Linked DNA regions of Anser cygnoides: region 1 is linked to region 2. A link is a contact called in public Hi-C data. All regions are on one chromosome and are shown on one strand. The core of a region is the stretch at or near the end of the contact, and the rest is flanking DNA. Distances in the headings are between cores, read along the strand shown.

Evidence for each region. Hi-C and Micro-C count contacts between places; a contact is called where the count stands out from the background.
Region 1: a contact with region 2 is called in a Hi-C map of liver, with 2.0 times the contacts expected there. The contact joins the enhancer-like site here to the promoter of NIFK in region 2. A contact is called at or near these places in 4 of 7 Hi-C or Micro-C datasets (blood and liver).

The regions. Positions count from the first base shown.
Region 1 is chr6:27,811,759-27,814,458 of Taihu_goose_T2T_genome, reverse strand. The region is part of intron 8 of CLASP1 (cytoplasmic linker associated protein 1); the gene reads right to left. Among named protein-coding and RNA genes, the nearest start is that of CLASP1, 46 kb to the right of the region's middle. Within about 2 kb of position 1,323, at least 1 of the 3 cell types and tissues checked has open chromatin away from gene starts, as enhancers often do. A contact at or near this core is called in liver, where this site is marked.
Region 2 is chr6:27,752,370-27,755,069 of Taihu_goose_T2T_genome, reverse strand. It overlaps NIFK (nucleolar protein interacting with the FHA domain of MKI67), which reads right to left and starts at 1,270. Exons shown (of 6, transcript XM_048072379.2): 1 at 1,112-1,270; 2 at 849-974; 3 at 55-163. The coding sequence starts at 1,216. TSN (translin) reads left to right here and starts at 1,420. Exons shown (of 6, transcript XM_066999425.1): 1 at 1,420-1,581; 2 at 1,679-1,772. The coding sequence starts at 1,516.

The DNA.
Region 1 (2,700 bases), core at 74-2,573, 59 kb before region 2:
TGGTAGACATACAACCAAAGTAACTCTGGTCCACTGCTTCCTTGCAAAGGAATCCTATGGTCTGAAGAAGGTGCCATCCTCAAGGTGAGAGCTCCACTGAGATTACTCACACTCAACCTTTACCTAAAAACACATTGCATCCACAGAATAATACACATTTCGATGGAAAAGCCAGTAGCTTATTCCCAATTTGCGAGGTAGGTCAACACAAAAAGCACCCTGGATTCAATCCAGGCGACAATAATAGCCCTAACAACTTCTATACTTACTTTTCCTCTGACATTATCAACTATTATCACAGCTTCAACAACCAATGGCAACCTGGAGATCAGAAACTTCCCAACCAGATGCTTCCCCTCCCAGATAAAACCAGCCGGACTGTGACCCCAGGCTCTTCATTACAACAGCTAATCCTTCAAAGCTGAGAAGTTTCCAGCATGACGAAATCATTGTGCTTCATTAACAAATACATGCTTAGTTTCTTTAAAAAAAATCTGGTATGTACCTTAATTCTTCAACATACAATTCCAATTTTAGAAAAAAAGATATTCTGAATTCCTCTCTTGTCACCTGCACAGGAGGAGACAGAATGAAGGAGGTATCTCAGCTACAGATGGTAACGTGGCCCAGTGACAGGCAGTGTAGTTCACTGATGAGATTAAGAACTGACCAATACAGGTTTTAGTGTTTTGGTTCCCAGAGCTGGGAGGCATTAATTGACTGTTCACAGTTAACACCACGTAAATGCATCCCCCTGCCTCCTCTGAAAAATCTGTGTACAGATTGCCTTGCAATAGTGTTGGCAAATCACAATATTACGACAGGATCTAAAGTCTAAAGAGCTGAGTGTAAAAACAGCAAGTACGGTCACGCAGTATCAGTCCCATGGTATTTGATTTACTCAGGTGATTTCCACCTTCTAAACCCTGTACAAGAAGAGCTGCCAATTACCTCATCTTGAGAGGGTAAACACCACAAACCCAACATCCATGCAACTCAGATACTGACAATCTCAAACTTGCTCAATTTCACCTGCTATATCCACAACATAATAGGTACTTCAGCAGGACAACACGTACATTGAATGGGGAAAATGGAGAAAAGAAGACAGCTTTTGTAAAGATGGCTAACAGAAATCAATTCCTCTAACAGCTAAGATGAAAGGCACAGGCTTACAATGTACCAGAAATAAACTCAAAACATAATTCCATCCCATAAATTAATTCTTCACAGGTGAATAGATACAGAGCTCCTCTGCCTTTCAATTTCCACTCACCTAGTCCTCCCCCCCCGCCTCTCCGACTTCCACAGGTATCCTTTTCTGTTACAAAAATGTAGTTAAAACACAAAACTACAAAAAAGCTGGTGGTATCCCCATTCAGCACATTCTTGGAACTACAATTCAATGTTACCTCAAAAGGAGTTACATCCAATTTAAATAAACTTCCCAACTGATACTGCAAAAAGAACCACTTCAGAAATAAATCTTCAGTGACCAAACATCACAAACCAGCGAGAACATCTGAAAATACCTGCCCTTCACCCCTCTCATGGCACGTTCTGCGTCCTTACATATACATACTCTTCCTTTACCCCTGTCAAACAGGTCATTTATCATATTTTATAGAAGCTTAAGCTGAACTCGATGTCACCATGCCACAGATGCTTACAGGCTGTTAGTTTCACTTCTACTGCAAGATTGCTTCAGTCTCTTCGCAATATTAAAAAGAAATTTAACAGGCAAATATTCAGATGCTAACAAATAAACCCACCCACCCCTGTGGCATGTTCATTAGCACCTACCTTTCCCTGTAGTCATTATCTGCAGTGCTCCTGAGATGCTGAGGAAGAGCACTGTGCTCCGAAAGCAGCCCTACAGTACATGTCTCTCAGTAACTTAACCACCAGCAAACTCTCCACCCTCCTAAATGACTTCTCTGTGTGACCTAGCAGATGATTGCCACCTCTCCTCCAAAATAAAAGCCTGTTCAGCATGCAGCTGAGCACCATTTGTCCTCCTCTGCCTGTTTGCTCCCATCACTCCCTTTTAAATCTAAGGATTTTAAATCCAGAGTGCAGTAATATGCTTGTTTACAAATTTGTGTAATAGAAAGGAAGCAGAGCTGGTCTTGCCCATTTATATCTTCCACAAGGACGTACAGTCAGCTGGCAGTACTGATTTTTGAATCATAGACATTATTACTTTCTCAACCCCTGTGGGGATAAAGGGGTCTTTCCTTGCTTTTTTATAGCAAGGGAATGCTGAGTCAATTAAATTAGTTTCCTATTTCACTTTCTATTTCAGCTTGAAAACAAAATAGAGAACAAGACATAATGGAAAATCAAATTGCACAATGAGGCATGAATGCAGAAAAGCACAGCACGGTGTTTGTCAGTTCTAAACCTCTCTGTGGTATCACAAAAACTCACCGCTCCTCCCAGTCTAATTCTGGTGCTCGGATGTGTGTTGACAAACAAACAATATCCCACCCACAGGCACATGGCAACACTTGGTTATTTTTCTCCTTATAATAAATAGCGAAGTGACATCCAGTGACTAGCTTTATTACTAGCATAACATGGGAATCTAGAATAGGTAATTTTCGGCTAATTGCCTCTGAGCTGTCAACTTCCTCTTAAACCGAAAGAGAATCAAGCCAACAAGTAGCATTACTTATCTTAGATTAAACAATACCTCAA
Region 2 (2,700 bases), core at 21-2,520:
ATATGCATGAATTTACTTTTGCATTAGATAACGGACAGCTCAGTTTATACTTACACTTCAGCAGTCTTTCTGAAAACAGGTAGTTGTTCATCGTGTCCGCAACAATCTTAGCCACATCGTCAGATTCAAACTCTATAAATCCATAGCCTTTACTGCCTCCTGTCTGCAAGCAAGGGCAGAGAGAGAGCTGAAATGCTGCTTCTGTACGCTAACGGCAAGTGCTGGCACAGAGTTCTGTGAGGCCAGGAAAAGCACCAGATGTAGTCCTAAGCTGGTCAGATAGGGTTCTTTAACATACACCCATGTACGAAACTGTCTGTTCACCGATATCTATACATTAAAAAAAAGCCACGCATTGCTGTTGTCACTACTAGGTTCATACAGCAATATCAGAACACGATGGTACACCCAGACGTGACGAGAAGTTAAGTTTGTGGAGCACAAACCAACAAGGAAGCTAACACGGAGCCTCCTCCATGACAATTTGTGACCTACCTTGGATTAGCGCATTCCGGCACTTCTCACCTTCGGATATTTACTTACAGACGAAGGGTCGCAAAACCTAATGCGCCGTTAAAAACCGCCCACTTGCGGCCCGGAGACTCACGCGCTACCGATCAGCCTCGGACGCAATTTCCGAGTTTCATTTTCAGGGCACGACGCGAAGCGCGGAGCCCCCCTCCGCCCGCTCCCGGAACCGCACCGAGGCTCCACGCGGTGCGCGTAGAGCACGGGGAGCGGGCAGGGCCCCGCGGGGCTGCCGAAGGCGCTGCAGGACGGACGGACGGACGGACGGACAGACAGGCGGACGGAGGGGAGGAGAAGGAGGGGGGCGCGGCGGGGCTCACCTTCTTGCTGCGGGACAGGCGGAGCCGCGTGACGGTGCCGAACTGCCCGAAGTACTCGCGGAGCTGCGGCTCGCAGATCCCTCGCGGCAGGTGCCCCACGTACACCACGCCCGGCTGCAGCGGCTCCTGCGGGCACAGCCGGCCTCAGGGCAGGGCCCAGCACCGCGGGCCGGGCCCGGCCGGACCACGCCAGGCTAGGCCAGGCCATGCCCCCGGCCGCCCCCCGCCTCGCCCCGCCCCACCCGACTGCACAGCCCCCTCACCTCCTCCGCCCGCCGCTTGCGGTCCCGCCGCGCCTTCTGCGGGGCACGGCGCCGCGCCTGCGGCTCCAGGGACAGGAACGAGGCCGCCGACACCGCCGCCGCCATCTTGCCCGCCTCACCACAGCCGCCGGAACCACTCCACCACCCCCCCGCCTCCAGCCTGCGCGCATGCGCAGAACGGCGGGGGCGCTATCGCTTAGCAACAGCGCGCGGCGTCGCCTAGCACCGCAGCGGGGCGGGCGGGGCCCTGCCTCCCCCCCCCCCCCATCTCCCCGGCGCTCAGGCGGCGCGCGGGGCAGCCCGGCGGCGGCGGCGCTCAGGCAGCGCGCGGGGCAGCCCGGCGGCGGCGAGGCCCCCGAGGCGGCGGGCGGAAGGCCCCCCCCGAGGCGGCGGCGGTGGGCGCCATGTCGGTGAGCGCCATGTTCGTGGCGCTGCAGGGCGTGCTGACGGCCGACCAGGACGTGCGGGAGGTGGGCGCCGGGCACCGGGCACCGGGACCGGGACGGGGGGGACGGGGGACGAGGGGCACGGGGAGGGGAGCAGGCTGACGCCGCGCTGTGCCCGCAGGAGATCCGCAAGGTCGTGCAGGCGCTGGAGCAGACGGCCCGCGAGATCCTGACGCTGCTGCAGGGCGTGCACCAGGGGGCCGGCTTCCAGCACAGTGAGTGCGGGGAGGGGGGGCCCTGCCCTGCCCTGCCCCCCCCGCCCCCCCCCCCTGCCCTCAGCCCCCTCGGCTCCCCCCCCCCCCCGCGCCGAGCTCCCCGCCCCAGTCCCAGCGCACACCCGGGCCTCGCCGCCCTGAGCTCCCTGGGGGCTCTCGAGAGCAGCTGGGGAAGGGGCGAGACGCGGGAGGCCCGCAGCCGGAGGTGAGTACAAGCAGAAGCCCCTCGCCCGCCGCTTCGCCCCCCCGCGGGGCGGGCGGTTGCTCGCCGGCCTGACCTCCCGCTGGAGGCCTGGGGTTCCGCCAGCCGCGGGCAGCGGCACGGGGCTGGCCTCCACCGGCAGGCGTGGCCTGCGGCCGCTCGGGGAAGCTGGCGGTGCTAAAAACCCCAGCTACTGCTTGGCCCACTTCAACAGGCCTGCGCTGATTTGTTTGGAGTCACTGAAATCGTAGGGACCATGACAGTTGTTTTGCATGGGTGTCGACTTTAGGCATGGTTTTGCAACGTTTAGTAGCAGAGACCAGTGCCTGGCTCGGTGTGTTTTCCTATTTTACTTTTTTTTAAGTCAGGGAGAGAGCTGGTCCTGGAATTTGCAGGCTCTGAGCAAGGATGCGAGACAGTTAAACTGCCAGAAAGGAGAGCGCTCAGCTTCCCGTTCTTGCACTACCACAGATAACGAATGCAGGCTCAGTAGGCTAGGAGTTAACTCGCGGTAAGGAGCTGTCAGCTTGTCAGGTATTTCACTCACCAAGTCAGTAATGGCTTTGGTAAAGCTTTGTAGCAAGTGATGGAATGGCAAGTAACAAAGATCGCTGTGGAGAAAATAGCACTTGTCAGGTGTCGTCTGCTTTGACTACACCTTGATTTGATGACGGTTGAATTCCGGTAGCGTAGCGCTCCTCAGCGTCCATACAAATTTGTGATAGT